Linked DNA regions of Mus musculus: region 1 is linked to region 2. A link is a contact called in public Hi-C data. All regions are on one chromosome and are shown on one strand. The core of a region is the stretch at or near the end of the contact, and the rest is flanking DNA. Distances in the headings are between cores, read along the strand shown.

Region 1 (4,787 bases), core at 1,064-3,563, 580 kb before region 2:
CATTCACTGGTGATAACAGAACATCTATTACAACTTGTGGGGAAACATGGTTCATTAAGGTCTACCATGGCTGGATAGCTCCTCTGAGCTAGATGCAAACTGGAGGACTCCCTTTACCAGCAAGGCCTCCCCTTGTCTGGGGAGCCAGTCCCACCATACCCTGTGCCTGTGGAAGGTCAAGTAGTCCTTGGCAGACCTACAAGTTCAACTTCCTCCTTCTCCATAAGAACCCGCCTAGCAAGTACTTGGGACTCCTGGAATGCCTCTCCACACAATGAGGACTTTCCAGTACTTTAAACTTCAGCCAATGGAACTTCACCTCAAGAATCCCTTCACATTCTCCATGTTCCTATATATAGCCCTTGTTCACCCCAATGAAGTGTATATGTATAAGCCCGCCCCAAATAAAGGTATGCACACAAGCTAGGATTGTCTAAGAGAGCTGTTTTATTGAAGATTGTTAGAGAAGGTCTTTGTCTAAAAGAGCTGTAACACCAAGATCCTTGGAAAAGCCCTCCCCCACCTCTTTCTGCAGATCCCCACTGGTTCCGGACTCTTCTTCACCCTTCCAGCCCAGTGTGCAGCAATGTCTGGACATCCCAAGACGGAGGAAGTGGAGGACGTGAAACCACAGCTGGACCCCCACATGCATACCAAAACAACTCGCCAGGACTCGCCATTTTTTATACAAGTGCATTAGTATAGTGAATGTACTAGTATAGTGGTTGAAGTTCCTTAGAGACAAAGAGAGAGACTGACGAAGAAAAGGAACCAAAACTCTTGAGTTATTTTACAACCTATAGATGTGATATCCAGTATTACATAAACACATATATGATTATATAGATATACTTGCCAATCTTGCAACGTCTTTTATAGAAAACACTGAAAAATCCCATGCTAACAAGGAGGTAAGTGGTGAGCTCTGCCCTGAAACCTGGCAGAAAATTTGAAAAACAAGATGGAATAAAAGATAATTTTGTAAAATGAAAACAAAAGCAAAAATTGGTAGATTGTGTCATTACTTATGCTTATAACTGTTGGGAGTCAGACCTGGGACAAACAGCTGAGGTGCGTAGTTTACAAACCAACATGAACCTGGCCTCCAGGATCTCCCAGCATCCCTCAGTTCTTACCTGGCACACCCAGCCCTCTACCCTGAACTTTCCAGCCCAGGGGCTGGGCTTCCCCTCCCCAGAAGCTCTTCCCTACATAATCTAGACATTATGGTCTCCATCTTCTTCTCCCTCTGTGCATGCTTTCTCTCTTTCTCTCCCCCCTCCCCTCTGTCGCTCTCCCAATGGCCTAGTTCCTTGGGACTAATGAAGCCTCTTGAGAATGGCTTCCCAATGAACCTGCCTTTATATACTCTAATCTGGCTTGAGTTGGCTCATTTTACTGATGGAGAAGTAACTTATCAATAACATGTTTATGGGCTAAGAAGTGACAAATTACTGATGCTTGATTCAACAGATACCCAATAAACTTTACTTGGCTTGCCTAGTGGTTTGAAATGAATGATACAGAGACAGTGTATCAGTTATCACAATCACCATAAGCCGGTGGTTCCCAACCTTCCTGATGCTGTGACCCTTTAATACAGTTCCGCATGCTGTGGTGACCCCAACCATAACATTACTTATATTGGTACTTTATAACTACAATTTTCCTACTGTTATGAATCATAATGTGAATACCTGTGTCTTCTGATGGGCTTGGAGTCGTGACCCACAGGTTGAGAACCTCCGCCTTGAGGTCAAGCTCCACCTATTTAGACCCCAATTTAAAGGGAAACGAAATCACTATGTTCAGTTCACTTGTCTGTCTCTGTGAGAGGAAGGAGTCTGAGTTTCTCTTTATCACCACCAGGGGGAGCCCTCATGCTCTGTAAATATACCCGAACATAACTGATGTTTCAAAATCACCACTGCTAACTGTGGTGTCTCATCCTGCAGTGAGCACAGGGTTTACAATTAGACCTAGAAACAGCAACAGGTGAGTCCTCTCTCTGTAGCACATCTTACCTTGGGTAACCAGCTACTGCCTGACATCGGTCCACCTCTTACCAGGCATTCTGTATAGTGGGGAGGGGCGGGGGGGTGGGGAGGGGGGGTTGCACAGGAAATTCTCCATCCCTCCAGATCTTAAGCAACATCTCTATTCGGAATGAAACTACAAAATTAACTCTGAAGCCATGGGAATGGCACTCAAAAAGTAAGGTATTGAAAGCATAAGGCAGACAGCAGAGTCCAAAGATAGTTAGGACAAAAATAATCCCCACCACACACTCCCTCGGTGGACTCCAATTGGCTAAGGTCTGAGGATGAAGAATATTCAGACAAGCTGCACATTCCACAGCAGCCAGGCAGCTCATGACGGTCCCTCAGGGGTGATCGCAACAGGCACAGTCTTACCTTTTCTAGCTCTCCAACGAGAACATCTGTGTGATTTAGTTTCCACCCCAGGCTCCCATCTATTTATCACTCCAGGGTACCCAACGTCTCCTCTGAAATGCAATATTTTCCTAGAAATCTCTCTCCTTCTCTGCTCATAGATTCACACACAAGATGGGCTTGAATGCTCCTCAATTGTGGAGAAAGGGGGCAATGAGAAAGTCAGAAACCGAGCAAACGGGAACCTCTAGTCTAGCTCAGTGTTGATTCTTTGTTCAGCCTCTACTGTGACCTCAGTGACAGACAGCCTTGGACATTCTGGTGACTTGAGGAAACAAAAAATACGATCTCTTCCTCGTGTTGGTTAGCATTTAAATATTTTTTAATAAAGGTTTGTTTTAGGGTTTTAGTGCTGTGAACAGATACCATCACCAAGGCAACTCTTATAGGGACAACATTTAATTGGAACTGCCTTACAGGTTCAGAGGTTCAGTCCATTATCATCAAGGTGGGAACATGGCAGCATCCAGGCAGGCATGGTGCAGGCAGAGCTGAGAGTTCTACATCTTCATCTGAAGGCAGCTAGGAGAAGACTGGCGTCCAGGAAGCTAGGGTGTGGGTCTTAAAGCCCACACCGACAATGACACACCTACTCCAACAAGGCCACACCTTCTAATAGTGCCACTCCCTGGGCCAAACATATACAAACCATCACAGTTTTTTGTTTGATTTTGTGAAATTACTATGACTTTATTTGTTGACAATTTCACATGTCTGTATAATATATTCTTGCCACTCTTGTCCCCCCACCCTCTCTTATCTGCCTCTGTCTGCCATCAACCTTCGACAAAGTCCCCATCCTACTTTCATGTCTTTCTGTTCTGGTTTTGTTTCACTTCAGGGCCCACTGGGCTTTACTGTGGCCTGATTAGTATATTTTGAATGATAAGTTCTGTCATTGATTCATTCTGTGAAAATATATCTAACAACAACTTCATCACCCAAACAGCATTAGGCTTTAATATGATTGACATCATTCCTATCTACATGTGGACATGTGGGGAAGAAGAGGCCGAGTCTAAACTAACCTAAACTAAATGGCTGGTGTTAACTAGGCAGATACTAAACTAACCTGAACTAAATGCATAGCGTTAGCTCTTCAGTTCTGTGTTCCACATGGTGGTCACACAGTACAACAGAAACACACTTCGGTGTTCTTCTAATTATTTCAAATGGTAGGAAATAAACCAGGGCATCAAATGACTTACATTGTGACATGGTGGGGTGAATGGCTTGATTTCCTAGGCTTCAGTTTTCTCACACACAGCTAGCAGGGCTTGGATAGAATTGGCAGGTTCTTTCCAGTACCAAGGTAACAGGATCCCTGTCAAATGCCACATGGTGCGTTTACATCATTGTAACCACATGTCTGACAAGGACAAGTTACAGATGGGAATAATGTATTTTGGCTGAGGGTTTCAGAGGTCTCCATAATTTAGGAATAACAGAGCAGAGCTGCTGACCTTGGGGCAGGAAGAAAGCAGAGCAAAGAAACCCCAAGAAAAGGTCAGAGTTAGACATTGCACCCCCAAAGGCACACCCTAACAACTCTAGCTAGGACCCACCACCTGTCGATGTTCCCACAATTTCAGGATATGCTTTCCACAAATTTAGAAGATGACCTAGTTCCTCGCTATAGAAACATGTTTAACTTTATTGTGAAAGAATGCAAGCAAGATATTCTCTCTAGACAGTAAAAAACAAACAAAACAAGCCAAGCAAACAAACAAACAAAAACCGTTACCCTTGAATCCCAGCAGTCAGGAGGCAGAGGCAGGTGAATCTCTGTATGTGTGAGGCCAGCCCAGTTGACAAAGCAAGTTCCAGGACAGCGAGGGTTAAACACAGAAACCTAGTCTTGAAAAACTGAGAGAGAGAGAGAGGGAGAGAGAGAGAGAGAGAGAAAGAGAGAGAGAGAGAGACTATTGTCCAGCATATGAGCTTATGGGAGATATATTCTTTCAAAATATAATATTCCCTTAACCTCTATGGTAGATTTTTAGGGCTTTTTGGAGACCCAGTGGCAACAACAGTTATATTGATTTTTGCCTACAGTGGCAACAGTGAAGCTCAACACTGCAACCCTAAGGCTGGAAATACCCTGGCAAGACTATGTGACATCCTGTCTCCCAAAGCCACACCCTGCTTTCCTGTTCCTACATCCTACAAACTCACATTTTCTTCCAGTTCATAGTGAGCTGCCTGTGTCCTGACGGGGCTACCTCAGAGGACCGCACCCCATCATTCCCTCCCAGAACGAAGTAGTTTTGCAAAATTCCCTCAGACCTTGTACTACCAAATACAGGGATTTCGTTGCATGCAGGGACATAGAAG
Region 2 (4,266 bases), core at 1,355-3,854:
CAGGGTGTCTCCTCTGAGCACTCATTTGCCTTCCGACTTTTCCCCATGGCGTGATGACATGTGGCATGTGATGATGATGACATGTGACATGTGATGACATGTGACCCTGGAGCTGCCCCCATGCTTGTGGGTCTTTATGGTCTCTAGAACTGAGCACATAAACATCTCTCCTTTTAGTTATGTTTGAGACAGGACCTCACTGAGTAGTTCGTGGTAGCCTGGAACTTATTATGTAGACCAGGCTGGCCTCAAACTCAGATCTGCCTGCCTTGTCTTCCTGAGGGTGGGATTAAAGGTACGTTCAACCACTCCCAGATCCTTAAATTATTTTCCTTTATAAATATTCACCCTTTTCCGTGAGACCTGAAGCATAGGTTATGACAAACTGGAAGAGATGCAGGTGAGCTTTCCAAGAATGGGAAGGTCTATTAGATACATATCAGCAGGGGACTGATAGGTTTTGTGTGTGAACTTGACACAAACTAGAGTCATCAGAGAGGAAGGAGCCTCGATTGAGGAAATGCCTCCATGAGATCCAGTTAAAAGGCATTTTCTCAATTAGTGACCAATGAGGCAGAGTCCAGTCTATTGTGGGCTGTACCATCCCTCGGATGGTAGTCCTGGGTTCTAGAAGAAAGCAGGCCTGAGCAAGTCATGGGAAGCAATCCAGTAAGCAGCATCCCTCATGGCCTCTGCATCAGCTCTCTGGCCTCCAGGTTCCTGCCCTGCCCATGTTCTAGTCCTGACTTCTTCCAATGACAGACTATGATCTGCATGTGTAAGCTGAAAAAGCCCTTTCCTCTTCAACTTGTTTGGTTTTTGGTCATGGTATTTTGGCCCGGTAATAAAAACCCTAACTAAGATAAGCATATCAAAGCAAAGCAAAAACAACCTTAGTGCTCTGCGGATGGTAAACTCCTGGACCAATCATAGCTGTTTCAAAAGCTGAAGCAGGAAATCATGAACTAGAGGCCAGCCTGGTCTATCAAGCAGGTTTCAGGCCAGCTTGAGATGTCAATCAGTCAATGAATCAATCATTCAATCAATCCTTAGACACAGAAGTGCTACAGTCTCCTGTTCTTTCTTCCTTTTTGGGTGTGTTGGGGCGACGGGGTATAGGGAAATAGGGAAAGCTTTTTTTTTTATTTTTTAAATTCCTGAACCTGGATGTTTCATTTGGAACAGTAGGTGATAATGATGGTGATGATACACACACACACACACACACACACACACACACACACACACACACAGAGTGATTCACTGACCCCTAAACTCCAACTGGTCATGTTGCATATTTTTGGTTAAATATTTATGATCTGTGTGTGTGTAAGAGACAGAGAGACAATGTGTGTATGTGTACGAAGCATGTGTGTTTATGATGTATGTGCATGGTTGTGCACATATCTATGACACTGTTTGTGTACATGTCAGAGGACATTTCACTTGATGAAAGAGATTTTTCTCTTGTTTCTACTGGGACTACAGGAATTCAACCAACATGCCCAGTTTATGGGCTCTGGGGATGAACCAGGGCTTCATATATGCTGCTAGGCAAACACTCTACCAATTCTACATATCCAGCCAAGAAAAATGCTTTAAAGATAAGTGTACACACACACACACACACACACACACACCAGCAAGAATGACACCAGGAACAAGTCTTGTCAAGACATATAGCATGGCTCTCTCTTGATAATCTCAGAGCCTGTATCCACCCACTGTCTTTTCCTTAATAAGCCACAGCTTTTCTTGACAAGGACTCTCCCTGCAGCTTAAGCCAAGATCCTGGCTGTATCAGAATAGAAGTCTTTGGACCCCCCCAGGCAGCTGACAGCGAGGGGCAGTGCCTTCCTCTGGCAGTGAATTTCCCCTGGAAGGGGCTGCTTACCCCATCAGTTGCAGCAAAGCCTGGCCTTTCCCTATTTGCTGCTTTTAATGCCACCCTCCCTACATTGTGACAATTAAATGTCTCCACCTATTATCTCTGTGCTCCAGTGGGAGGGTGAAGGTTGGCAAAAGTACTCCCTGTCTGAACACACCCCTACTCAATGGAAGACACCCCAGTCACCCCTTCCCCCTCCCCTCCTCCTCTCTGTTATGCAGCCCAGGCTGGCTTCCCTCACTTCAGCCTCCCAGAGAGCCTCGGACTACACATGTGTGCCACCACGCCTGGAAGAAGAACTATTTCTAAATCTGGGACAAGAGTCCCCTGGCAGGAGGAGGAGGAGGAAAGCCACCTTCCAGACAAATGCCCTAAAATCTTTTCACCAGAGGTAGTCGGTGCCTAAGGATTCCCGTCCAGTCTGCGGTCGTGAATCTCCGCTTCAGAGAAGCCCTTGGTTTTTGATGTTTTGCTCTTTCTCTTTTAGGTGTTTCTCACTTCTTTACTGGAAGTACTTGAAAAGCTCCTACTGTACTGATGTAGAGAGAAGAGGATTGCTGTATTTTTGGTACTCAGCAGGGCCATGGCCTGAGACAGAGGCAGATGGGAACCTAGGGAAGATGACGGAATAGGTCCCCGACCGCTCCACGCTCAGTGCTGGCCTGCTTCACAGCGGCAGCTGGCATCCAGCTAGAGAGCGCGTGCGCAGTAATCTGTCTGAACTTTCAGATCTGGGTTCTTTAAAACAAAGAGTGTATTTAGAGTGCCCACGTAGTACATGCGTGTGTGTGCGTGTGTGTGTGTGTCCACATGTCACAGTGTGCAGGCGGTGTCAGAGGACAACTTGTGGGATCAGTTCTCGCCCTCTCCCATGGGTGCTCGGTATTTAATTGACAGCAAGCGCCTCTGTAGGCTGAACCATCCTGCCAGCCCATTTCTGAGGATTCTTTTTTTCTTTTTTCTTTCTAAATAAAGCAAAGCGAACAGAGGAGCTTAGGAGAAATCATGGGATGTTTAAAAAACTTAGTTATATTTGCTTCTGCACCTTTCAGGCAGGCGGTCTGGAATTCTTCTCCATAGGAAATCCATCCCTTTCTTGTTTCCTCTTGAGGACCCTATGAGGAAATAGCTTAGCAATTGAATATGAGCTTAAAAAACTTACAAAGCACGGAACCTTCTCTCTCTTCCTCAATGAAGCACTTGTACCTCATGAACTCCCACAGCAGCCAAATTGAGGGGAGAGAAGGAAGATGTTCTTTTATAATCAGTGCTTAAAATATTTGGGTTAGGGCTGGAGAGATGGCTCAGCAGTTAAGAGCACTGATTGTTCTTCCGAAGGTCCTGAGTTCAAATCCCAGCAACCACATGGTGGCTCACAACCATCTGTAATGAGATCTGATGCCCTCTTCTTACATATAATAATATATATAATAATAAGAGCGAGTAGGGCCTGATTGAGCAGAGGTCCTGAGTTCAATTCCCAGCAACCACATGAAGGCTCACAACAACCATCTGTCCAGCTACAGTGTACTCATATGCATAAAATAAATAAATAAATCTTTACAAAAATATTTGGGTTAATGTACTTTGTGTGTGCTAACCGTTCTCATTGAAAAGCTGACTTCCTAGGACGGCTGGGTTTCTCCTCCCCTCTCTTCCCAGGATTGGGGTGTCTATGGAAGGGATAGATTGTTCCTTAGTGGCACTGGAAGGCTGGTGTGCTGTCTATGTGTCCGTGTTCCTTGTGACAGCTGTCTAGCCCATCCGTTTGGTGTGGCAGGTTGGTACCCCCTGGGATGCGAGAGGATGGTGATTCTGCTCATTCGTGCATCCTGCTGGCAGTGACTGTAAAGTCTATAGTTGTGTTCTTTTGGCTTGGTGAAGATGTCCTTTCTGACCCCACGGCAGCTATACTCTACAGAATATAATTCTTTAATAATAGGGCTGAAACATTGAAATCATTCCTTGATCTGTGGGTTGCAGGGTGGATATTATTATATTTTCAGGTACAGATACAGTCTCTCCATGCAGTTCCATTCTGACCAGGAAAATTATCAACGAGCAGTATATATTTTAAAAAGAATCTCCTATCGCCCCGATTTTCAAATATCTCTATCTCTATATATGCCTGAAATACCCAGTAATCCATGCTGCTGTGTCCGACAGGCTGTCTCCACACCTGGCCACTCTTTCCAGAAAGCACAGGCAGGGTAAGTGTAACAACATTCTTCAGGGTCCCAGAACTGTCATCAGAGCACCTAGTGAGTAGCCTTGGCTTCATCTTTCGGTGACCAGCGGTGTCAGCCCTGAGCAGGAGGCAGCCCTGGCGTTTTGAAGGCCAGGCTTTGCCTTCTCCTATCCAACCACCACAATGTGAT

The links. Hi-C and Micro-C count contacts between places; a contact is called where the count stands out from the background.
Region 1: a Hi-C map of cortical neurons shows a contact between it and region 2, with 2.0 times the contacts expected there. The contact joins two enhancer-like sites. A contact is called at or near these places in 4 of 39 promoter capture datasets (the 3T3-L1 cell line, the C10 cell line, cranial neural crest and 1 more), 1 of 15 datasets of contacts at CTCF or cohesin (large pre-B cells), 3 of 484 Hi-C or Micro-C datasets (cerebral cortex, cortical neurons and palatal mesenchyme) and 4 of 115 datasets of contacts at active chromatin or transcription factors (embryonic basal ganglia, embryonic stem cells, pancreatic cancer cells and 1 more).

Annotation. Positions count from the first base shown.
Region 1 is chr10:111,955,012-111,959,798 of GRCm38.p6, reverse strand. No RefSeq gene overlaps it. Among named protein-coding and RNA genes, the nearest start is that of Krr1, 15 kb to the left of the region's middle. Within about 2 kb of position 2,313, at least 7 of the 459 cell types and tissues checked have an H3K27ac peak or open chromatin away from gene starts, as enhancers often do. A contact at or near this core is called in cortical neurons, where this site is marked.
Region 2 is chr10:111,380,234-111,384,499 of GRCm38.p6, reverse strand. No RefSeq gene overlaps it. Among named protein-coding and RNA genes, the nearest start is that of Gm30145, 4.1 kb to the right of the region's middle. Within about 2 kb of position 2,604, at least 49 of the 459 cell types and tissues checked have an H3K27ac peak or open chromatin away from gene starts, as enhancers often do. A contact at or near this core is called in cortical neurons, where this site is marked.